2 separate regions of the Mus musculus genome follow, and region 1 is linked to region 2. Evidence: chromatin contacts called from public Hi-C data. All regions are on one chromosome and are shown on one strand. The core of a region is the stretch at or near the end of the contact, and the rest is flanking DNA. Distances in the headings are between cores, read along the strand shown. Region 1 overlaps Fam91a1 (family with sequence similarity 91, member A1). Region 2 overlaps Fbxo32 (F-box protein 32).

Region 1 (5,329 bases), core at 369-2,868, 260 kb before region 2:
TTCAAAGCCCACTCCACAGGATTAACTGTTAAAACTGTAAATCTGACCAAGAGTCTATGGCTAGGGAACCCATATGCCTCAGGAATGAAACTATTAGTATTTTGCTCAATGAACATAGTATCAAACTATCTTCCAAATATGTATCTCTGAACCATAGACGGGTGTATCTCTCAGTGTTCATCAGAGAGTCACTGTGAGGCAGATGGTCATTAACAGACACTCACAACTGGTCAAAGTGCAGAAATAAATGTGTGTGGAGTGCTCAGTCATATATGGAGCATTTGAAACACACTCACACACACACGCGCGCGCGCACACACGCACACACACGCCACACACACACACGCACGCGCACACACACGCACACACGCGCGCACACACACACATGCACGTGCACACACACATACACACACACACACACGCGCGCCTCACAGGACATTATGGAAGAAGGCAATGAGAAGCTTCTAAGAGCCATAGGTCAGGGAAGGATGGACGAAAACTGTCTTCTGGATATGACAGAACCACTGCACTCATAAACTCTTAACAGCTGTGAAAGACACTATATATGTGTATGTATTATAAAATTCTCAAAAGAAATTTTAAAATATTTTTTAAAACATCTCTATACAGCCTCTGTCACCCAAGTTTATCAGAATGCTAAGAATTGATGTTAATTAATTACACATATACATTGGGAAACCTGTTCACTAAATAGGATTTCATTAATATGTATAATTTTTACGTGTCAAGTCTATAAAAAACGAATGTAAGACTCCTTTCCCATACCCATGATAAAAAGGTTGTAGGTAAATCATTCCCTAGTATTTTATTCCTAAACTTGTTTCAGTTCATCTTTGAATTTTCCTAGTATACAAACATGTTATTTTAAATTTTCCCATCCCTTTAAATGTGACTACCAGCTGTGCAGTGGTGGTCCACACCTTTAGTCCCAGCACTCCAGAGGCAGAGGAAGGTTGAGTTCAAGGCTAGCCTGGCCTGCAGAGCTAGTTCCAGGATAGCCAGGGCTACACAGTGAGGGCCTGCTTCAAACCCCATCCCTCCCCAAAGTGACTACTTCCCTATTGATGCTTGAGACTGATTTTGCTTGCTTTTAATTCTACTGTTATATGCCATCAGTGGTGGTTTAGTGGAGTACGTGTGCCACTTCTAGCTGTGGGAACTAATTCAATTAATAGTGAGTCTAAATTATAGAATACTGTGTAGTATCCAGGTTTTGGCTGATAGTTTAGAGAAGGGATGGAGTTGTGTGCACATGCACATATAAATCATCTATGTGCTTTGTCTACACGAACCCAAAGGGCTAAGCACTGGCCATGGTCAAAGCAGAACGGTGGTACAAGGCTCCTACCCTAAACCACTCTCCACTTGCGTACACTTGTACACTCCTTAATAAAACACGAGGCTGGAAGAGTTCTGAATGGAAAACTGAATTTTTGCTCACGGGCAGGGACCCACTAAAACCACAAGATGAAAAACAATCCATGAAAAAACTTTGTAATCCACACCACGGATGAATTGGATGACCGGGAGCTGGCAGATGGCTCTACAGAGAGGAGGCAGGAAAAGGAGATCATTTTAAGAAGCAGTGCCAACTTCTTCACCATCCAGCCAGGATATTCCAGTCAAACCACCAGGGGCTGGAGTAAGACAGAGAGCCTATGCTATATGCAACGTTTCCTTCTTAAATTTTAAACATTTCTCTCAGTTGAGAATTTCATGTGCTTTAATCCTACTCCCTCTCCCTCTCCCAACTCTTCCCAGATCTTTGGTATACTAAAGCAGGCTGAGCAAGCTACAAGCAAGCCAGTAAGCTGCACGTCTAGCCTGTGCATCAGTTCTTGCCTCCAGGTTCCTGCCTTCCTAGTTCCTAGTTCCTCCCCTGATTTCTCTCAGTGATGGCCTGAGTTATGATACAGCAGTCTCAGTCACTAAGAAAATGCCCCACAGAGCTGCCCACACCACAGGCCAATCTCATAGGGGCATTTTCTCAACTGAGGTTCTCCTTTCCTCTAGCTTGTATCAAGCTTACTTAAAACTAGCCAGGGCAGAGACAATGAACATCCCTTGCCTAACCTGGTAATTTTCCTGCAAATCTGGTATTAGGACCAAATTTTAAAAGTTGTTGAAAAAACACAGGAAAGCCAGGTTTTTGAAAAGCACAGGTATTTAATATTAAAACAAGTCCCAGAAAATTAGACACTCTCCACAGTAACTTGATCAACACCAGTTTATTTGTAAACATGTTATTTGTGTCAATAATCAAATTGACAACACTTTATACAATTTCCTTGGATAATATTAACATCATAACAGAACACAATCCATTGTACTGAGTTACAGTTTTGGTACTTTAAAATCCTTTAATACAAAGTGTACTTGAAACACTGAACATAAAAAATGAGAATGGCAGAGAAAGCAAACGACCCAGAAAGGGAAATCACATCCCTCAAACAAATGCAAAAGCATCTGGTTACACATGTTACACAAGAGAGGGCTAAGGCAGTGGTTCTCAGCCTTCCTGATGCTGTGACCCTTCAACACAGTTCCTCATGGCACAGCGATCCCCAACCACAATTGTTTTTTACTACTTTGTAACTGTTGTTTTGCTGTTATGAATAATAATAAATATCTGATATGCAGGATATCTGATATATGACCCTGTGAAAGGATGGATCTGAGCCCCCAAAGGGGTTGCAACCCACAGGGTGAGAACGGCTACTGAAAGGAATGGCTGAGCCTAACTTCTTAAGTGATACAAAGTTGCATTTCTTTAGACACATTTGTGAGTCGAAACTAGACCTTTACTAAACTGTACGCCCTTTTTGATATTTAGTAGCTCTTTTTTTCTTGGCTTCTAAATGTCATGGTTCAAGTTATAATAAGTGGTGAGAGAGAGTGGTGCTAAGCCAGATGAAATTAAACATTTGCAAAATAACTGGGCACAACTTTTATCAATCTTCTTTGGCAAAGAACAAAGTCTATAGTTATTTTTTTATTTATTTTTTATCAACTTAATAGAGGCCTCTGCGAGAGCTAACGTGAGTGGAAGGAACCAGACAGTCATAAAGCAAAGCACAAACACACGTCATCCTCTCTAAAATGAACAGGGTTCCTCAGAAGACAGGGACTTCGGCTGGGATTCTGATGGTTTCAATCTTCCTACTAAACAAAAATCAGAGAGGTGTAAAGTGTTGTTCTAATTTAAAGTACTGTCCCTGAAGTTCATGATCACGGTTAGGTCTCATCTCTTCTTCAGTGTTTCTCAAAGGAATTATAGCAGCAAATCACTCCCATATTTTAAGCTTTAAACTCAGCAATAACTGGACTGTCGTAACTACAACTGTTCAATTCTTTATTAGTGTACATGTCATTAGAGTTGGTATTCGACTACTAATACAAAGATAAATACCTACAGTTAACTCAATCAAAGCAAATGAGATTAAGAGCCCTGATCAAAAGAAATACGGACAACTTTCAGTTGAAACTGTAAAAGTTACATACACATATAACTAATAGCACTAGGAATGTACAGTCTCAGTAATTGGAAAAATAAATGAGTAATTCACAGTCATAGAAATTATTTTAATATTACTATGTACTTTTCCTTTTACAGACAAACATGACATACATACAGTTCTACCTTATACAAGACAAAGTAGAAAACTAAACATTACTTCATTTACCCAAACACAGCACTAACTGTGCCACAGGTAACCTGGTCCAAAATAGTCAATTCTACAGATAGGCCATGGTATTAAATGCATGGCCACTTTAACGGTTTCAAGAAAGGCATATACTTGCAGAAGTCTGTTAATTACACAAATATCACTTGTATAAATAACAAAAGCCATCAGCAAAGCTGTTAGGCTCCAATGTTCTCAATCAGTGTAATGCTTGCGTGTTTCAGGTCTGTCGCTTGCCCAATTCAGTTAGGGGAGCTCAACTAAGCACACAAACACCCCAGGGAAGGTGACCTGGACAGCCTAAGTGGCAAATCCAAAGATTCTGACATTTGAGACACTAAAAGACCCAATGCCCACAGCACACGAAGCCAGTCAGTGCCTCTTCACTCCCCAGAGCTGTGTGCCAGTTTCAGGTCCAGATGTTGTGTCTGAGGAATCGTTTCATCATGGAGCTGAGTCCAAGACACGGCCCTGAGGCTGCTGCTGTGCGATTCCAACTTCCACCACAATCCTTAGTTGAAATCAAGGTCAATTACCCTAACAGTTCCTAGGTAAAGCTACAAGATGAGACGTGCAACAGCCTCAACTACACGTGGAAAATAAATTCTATTTTTCCATAAAGACTCTATGAAAATATAAAGCCAAAGGTGAGTGACAACGGGAGTCCACATACAAACATCATTTAAAAATAGAATGTTCTCCATAGCGCTCATGAGATGTCAAAGGATCATCAGTTAAGACCGTAGAAATCAAGGTGAGGTTTATGTAACTATGCTGACCGACATACCCTCAATCATGTTCACTCGGCGTACATAATTTACTGACGTCCACAGTAATCCTTAATGCCCTGGTCTGTACCCCTCACTGCTGGATGCTTGCCACTTCTAGCGTGACTGCCTCAAGAACCAAGAAGCCTTTTGGAGGAAGAAGAGTCCATCTCCTCCCATGATTCCCTCAGTGTAGGTAACAAAATATAAAATTAAACCAGGTTTATGTCTGAGAAACTTACATATAAAACTACCACTGCAATATTCATAGTGACTGCTTATAAACGTAACAGTCATCTACAGCCTATAAAGTGTGTCCTCAGTTTTATAAAAGAAATGCAGATTGTCTCCAGTGCAGTGCTGGCTGCTGAGCAGTACTTGGTTGCAGTAAGATGTGTAACGACAGGCCTCGGGCTTCAGAAAACACGAGCACATTCCGAGCAGTTGGTTCCTACCAGTGAAGCTTGACCTGCACCAAGGTAGCTGGAAGCTTAGTGGCTGACACTGTGAAGCCAGCGTAAGAAAGAAAAAAGGCAGAAAGTGTGAGCAATAAATGCTGTAATCAAATTACTACAAATGGAGACTAGCGATGAGCAGGGAGGAAGGTGAGCGTCCGCTCCACTCTGATAAGACACCATCTTTAAACATTAAGTTTTTGGCCGGAAGTGGAACTCCCATGTCAGCGCAGGGCGACTGTGAAAGCACACTTGAGAAGCCAGGCTCCGCGTGGAGATCCAGAGTAGCAGCACCTTCCTAAAAGCCAAGAATAAGACAACTGTCTCACATGGATTTGCAGCTAAAAAACAGACCTGATGACCCAGCTAACTGGGAAATGTTCATAGCATGCTGCGGGAGACC
Region 2 (5,623 bases), core at 166-2,665:
CTGTCTTTTCTGTATTATGATAAAACACTGTGATAACGCTAAGTATGTTCTTGGTACCTGGCACTTTGTGAGGGCTTGATGATCTATTTGATCTTCACAACAATTCTTAAGGAAGTGGTATCATTATACAAAATTTATAGATAGGAAAAACTGAAGCCAGTAGTTTGACTCTGGGACCTTCACTTATACTCTCTATGATATATATTGCAAGGGACCCCAGGACCACATCTGGCCCTGCATTTATTTTTATAAATAAAGTTTTATTGTTACACACAAGTGTACACATTGATTTTCATATTGTCTAGGGTTGCTTTTGTGCTACAACAGCAGGTCATTTTCAGTGTAAAGACTGTATGACCCACAAACCTTGAAGCAGTTACTACTTGGGGGCCAGGTATGGTGGTGCATTCCTTTAACCCTAGCCCCAGGGGAGGCAGAAGCAAGGGGATCTCTTTGAGTTTGAGCCAGCCTGGTCTACAGTGTGAGTTCCAGGACATCCAGGGCTATTACACAGAGAAACCCTGCCTCAAAACAAAAAAAAAAAAAAAAAATCAAAAACCCAGTTCCTATTTGGCCCTGTAGAAAGTTTGCCTACTCCAGCTGTCAACCTTAAACTTCTTTAAGAGACTGGCACCGGGGAGAAGAGTAATTTTAATAGTGATCATAACACTTTATGTTTGCAACAGTAAGTTTTGGTTTTCTCAATATCTCACTTGATTCTCATTACAGTCCTAGAGGTAGTCTTTTGTTGTCGCTGGTTTGGTTTGTATTTCCTGTAGGTAGCCTTTTTATTGACATTTAGAAACCCCACAACAAGCTAGATGACTAGACAGTAAACTCCATGAGTCTGGGGATCGCGCGCTCTGCCCTTCCCTGTCATCTGTCTCAGTGCTACAACAGAGTGGACACAGAGATTCTTGCTAAATGAATGACGGTTGTAAAGGTCACCCAGACAGAGAATCCGATTCTCCTGTTCCAGGGCCCCACAGCTGCCTAGCAATGAAAGCGGGGACTTTCCCTGAAGATAGGGTGAAACAGAGATGAGATTACATGTCACCCTCCTGTCACTTGCCAGTGTGCTGCTCTATCCCTCTCCCTCCTCAGGTAACGAAGATAATAAGTTCAGCCCAAAGAGCTCTTTGCTGCTCCTAAACAGAGCCCGCAGAGCTTTCTTTGATGCACAGTCAGGGCCTGTTGCAGAGGCTTTTTATCTTTTTTTTTTTTTCCCTTGTGATGGGTGCCCTTTGAGATGGGATTAAGACTGACACTCTGGGGAGCAGTGGTCACATGGCACCCACGTTTTAGATGCATTTCTGGCTGATCGAAGGCTGGCCCCTGCCTCAGCTCCTACCCAAGGATGAGTCATGGTGCTCAGCCGCCTGCCCTGCAGGAGTAGGCTCCAGACTGCCAGGCTTTTGTTTTCTTTCATCTCGCTTTATGCTAGTCATGTGAGGCTCTGGGCATTAATAAACCATTGGCCTGGCCTTCTAGAGCCTGCTGCTGTTGCTCAGGGAGAAAATGAAAGGTTCGTGTTCTTTTTCCACTGTCATGTGCTGATTGGTGGCAGAACTGAACTAGGCGGGCACAGAGCCCTGCGGTCACTATGCATGGACAGAGCCTCCCCCACCCCACCCACCCCACATCCCCGGGCGTGTTTTGATGTCTACCCTGTCAGCATCACTCTTGTCAGCTCCTGACTTCTAAGTTTAGGTCTCCAGCACTAAGCACAATACAGCAGTGTCTCCTCCTCCTCCTCCTCCTCGTCCTCCAAGTCAGGAGGACACACCACCCCATGCCCATGTAAAAGATACCACATCTAGCATGAGGGCATTCAAGGCTTAGAACTTTTTGTTTCCAATTTAAAGTAAAATTATGTTCCAGGAACTAGGTCTGTCTGTGTTTGACAAGGGCCCAAAGGGCTCAATAAGGACAAATGTTTTAAATAAGGGCCTGGGACACGGAGGTGCTCTAAACCACCTAGGGCCATGGTTCTCCACCCTCATAATGCTGCAAACCTTTAATACAATTCCTCATCTTGTGGTGACCCTCAACCCATAGAATTATTTTCGTTGCTACTTCCTAACTGTAATTTTGTTACTGTTATGAATTGTAATGTAAACATTTTTGGAGATAGAGGGTTGCCACAGGGTCATCACCCATGGGTTGAGAACCGCTGATGTAGGGCATGGGTCCAAAGCGAATCCCCTGAAATCCGGCTTTTGTGTTCAGTTCTTATGTTCCCATTCAGTTGTGGTTTTGTAGTGCAGAGTTTTAGATTGTTCTGTTTCTTCCCTCTTCTGCCTTGATTCCAGTATCCAATATAGTATATACATAATACCAATACGGTATTATAATTTCTTTTCTTTTTGTTTGGCAATAATGGAAGTAGTAGAAATTAGCATAGGCCCTTGTCAAACAAACCAAACTTACCTGGCATCTAATTAACACCAGGCCCTTGGGTAGGGGTTCTGTGCATACTCTTTCATTGAAAGCTCACCACCTCAAAGACCCTGAATATTATTCATAGAAATGAAGAACCCAGATAGCAAAATGCATTTAGTGGCATGCCCTTAATCACAGAGCTAAGAATTTATCAAATCAAGACTCTATTGCATGGGCTGGTTGAGATAACTTAGCCAGTAAGAGTACTTGCTGCTTCTAGAGGACCCAGGCTTAGTTCTGACATCCATACGGTGGCTCACAACTGTCTGTAACTCCAGTTCCAGGGGATCCAATGTCCTCTTTTGGCCTCCATTAGCACAAGGCACAAACGTGGTATACTGACACACATAAAGCTTTCAAAAGAATTGTATCAAAGCTGACAGATACTAGGATTCTCCTTTGAGCCTCTGAGGAGAGAGAGGTAGACTCACTATACACCCTGTTTCTCTTCCTTAGCATCTTTCTATTAAAAAAAAAAGGTACCTGCAGCAAAGGAGTCTACTAATCAGGCAAGTTTCTTGAACATGAGAAGCAGGTACTGTCTAAAAAAGACTCATCCCTTCCTTGGGACATGCACATGGTCACCAAACATGAACCCGAATGTGTCCTGAGAGCAGTCGGTGCCAGTGGACAGAGGTTCAGGTCAGGACAAGAACAGATCCCCTTGGGGTGATTATGCAGAGCTCTGGTGTTCACAGGTCATGAGAGGTTCTGTTCCCTTTGGAATAGTGTCAGCTCTCCTTTCTGAAGTGGGCCAAATACAATGGATCAGCCCTGGCTGAAGCCCAAACCCTTTATATATAGAAGAAAAAAAGGAAAGCAATTAAATATTCAGCCTGACTCCTGGTTTTGAATTACCCCCATTTGTCTTTCACTCTGAGCATCTGCCTTTTATTGCCTCTCTGAGCATCTGCCTTTTATTGCCTAGTGGCCTCTCTCTCTCTCTCTCTCTCTCTCTCTCTCTCTCTCTCTCTCTCTCTCTTTCTCTCTCTCTCTCTCTCTCTCTCTCTTTCTCCTCCCCACCCCCATCTGTCTGTATCTGCATGTCATGTGACTCAAAAGTGAAGATTAGGTTTAAAAAAAAAAAAGAAATCTCTGTAGTCTAAGCCTGGCAACTTCTATTTTTATCCACAGCTGTTGGAGCTGATAGCAAAGTCACAGCTCACATCCCTGAGTGGCATCGCCCAAAAGAACTTCATGAACATTTTGGAAAAAGTGGTACTGAAAGGTGAGCACCCCACACACACCTCAGCCCTTTTCCTAGGTGTGGGAATAGGCAGGTGGGTTGTCTCATCACGTAGCATGTCACTAGGTTTAAAGGAGTATAAGCCTAGAGAAGTGAGTCATGGCGGCTGAAGTCAGGAGTACCTGCTTCCAGCTCAGAAAAGATGTGCCATCCATGCCCTTGGCAAAGACCAAGCACACTGCCCCTTGTCATTTCTTTAGGGTCATATGTTTTCCCTGCTTCAAGTTTGACTGGCTTCTCAATGAGGACACAAACCCTGCCCTTCATGGTGGAGTTTCTATAGCCCCAGGAAATGGAGCTGTGTGCAAAGCAGAATCCAGGCATAGACTGTTTGAACTGGAGGGGACCTTAAGACCTCTGGGTCAGCTGAGTCATTTCAGACATAGGGGAACTGAGGCACATGAGAAATGATTGTCTAGAGAAGTGACAGACAAGGTTAAAACCCAACCATCTGAACCCCCAAAATGCAGTCTTCTACTCATCTAAAAAGATGCTATCTGCTGAACAAAAAAACCCCCACCACTTTCTGATCAGGTGGACACTTGGCACTGGTGGAGCAATAGAAACAGAAAAGAGTTCTTTAGAAACCCGGGAGAAGGGAACAAAGAGGGACCCAGATGGCAGAAACTCTACCCACTAGCCGAGGATAGAATTAACACTGGTGAGAAAGAAAGACACAGGCAGTGCCCAGTAACAGGAGCCCACAACGAAGAAGAAAAGCCCACTTGTAACATGCCTGGCTTCAATAACTTAACTTTGATTTTCTTTTTCCCCCCACCCAAGTTCTTGAAGACCAGCAAAACATAAGACTTATACGGGAACTTCTCCAGACTCTCTACACATCCTTATGCACACTGGTGCAGAGAGTCGGCAAGTCTGTGCTGGTGGGCAACATTAACATGTGGGTGTATCGGATGGAGACCATTCTACACTGGCAGCAGCAGCTGAATAGCATCCAGATCAGCAGGGTAAGTGCAAGCGCCCGCCACCTGCCACCTGCCACCCCCCACCCACCGTGCAGTGGTTTCCTCCACTTAGACACTGAGTAGAAAGTCCAAGGCAACATAGTCTACTCTGGTGATGCAGGAGCTAATTGCTTCTGATTTGATGCCTCATCTTGGAGGGTGCTATGAGGGGCATCCTGATAGAGGGGAGTGGGAAGAAGAACTTGGCAGAAGAAGGTAGAGGAAACGTGAAGCCTAACAGCCAACTGGGAGCATCATGCAGAACACTGTTGGGGGCAGGGTGCTGGCCATCCTGCTGAAGTCTTCAGTGTGGCTTGGGTGAGCTCTCATCTCCTCAAAAAGAATGAGCTTTTTGTGTATTGGGGGGATGCTGCCGTCAATGCAATCATACCCAGAAGACAGGCTTGGAGAACTGGTACTGCCAGCCTTTTAAAATTTTAGTTCCATGTATTGGTAGTGAGGACAAGGGATGTCTTTGAATCAAGCCTGGACGTACATGTAAGAAAATACTGATCAAGATTCACTCAGAGCCTGTAGACTATAGGCATATGGCTACATACATCAGATGTTTGTTTTGGCTTTCCAAATTAAATACTCGTTGTTGGTTCCCATTGTCTTTATGGTGAGAGGGAAGGCTGAGACACACAAACCTGTGACTGCTGCTGGTGTAATCTCAGCCTCCCCGATGGACAGGCACACTCAGGACCTCACGGAACACTTTGCTGACTTATCTAATCACACACGCTGAGCTGGTTAAGTGGTTTCCGGGACCCATACAGTTTGGAACTGTACCATGTGTCAGGTGAAGGTGACATGCAGAAAACCCCACGACCTCTTGTAAATAATTACCTTGCCATGTGATAGTTCCAAAAAAGCATCCCCTATGTACAACTAATGATTTTTTTTTCTGGATCTTAGTTTCTTAAAGTCTGAAACACAGGGAATAATAGAAACCTCTACGTGGCTTCCA

Evidence for each region. Hi-C and Micro-C count contacts between places; a contact is called where the count stands out from the background.
Region 1: a Hi-C map of muscle stem cells shows a contact between it and region 2, with 4 times the contacts expected there. A contact is called at or near these places in 2 of 484 Hi-C or Micro-C datasets (embryonic fibroblasts and muscle stem cells), 1 of 130 datasets of targeted methods (the NIH/3T3 cell line) and 1 of 9 other capture datasets (adipose tissue).

What each region holds. Positions count from the first base shown.
Region 1 is chr15:58,454,645-58,459,973 of GRCm38.p6, reverse strand. Fam91a1 (family with sequence similarity 91, member A1) reads right to left here. Exons shown (of 24, transcript NM_145959.3): 24 at 2,173-5,224. The coding sequence ends at 5,042. Among named protein-coding and RNA genes, the nearest start is that of Fam91a1, 42 kb to the right of the region's middle.
Region 2 is chr15:58,190,318-58,195,940 of GRCm38.p6, reverse strand. Fbxo32 (F-box protein 32) reads left to right here. Exons shown (of 9, transcript NM_026346.3): 5 at 3,577-3,670; 6 at 4,472-4,656. Among named protein-coding and RNA genes, the nearest start is that of Fbxo32, 22 kb to the left of the region's middle.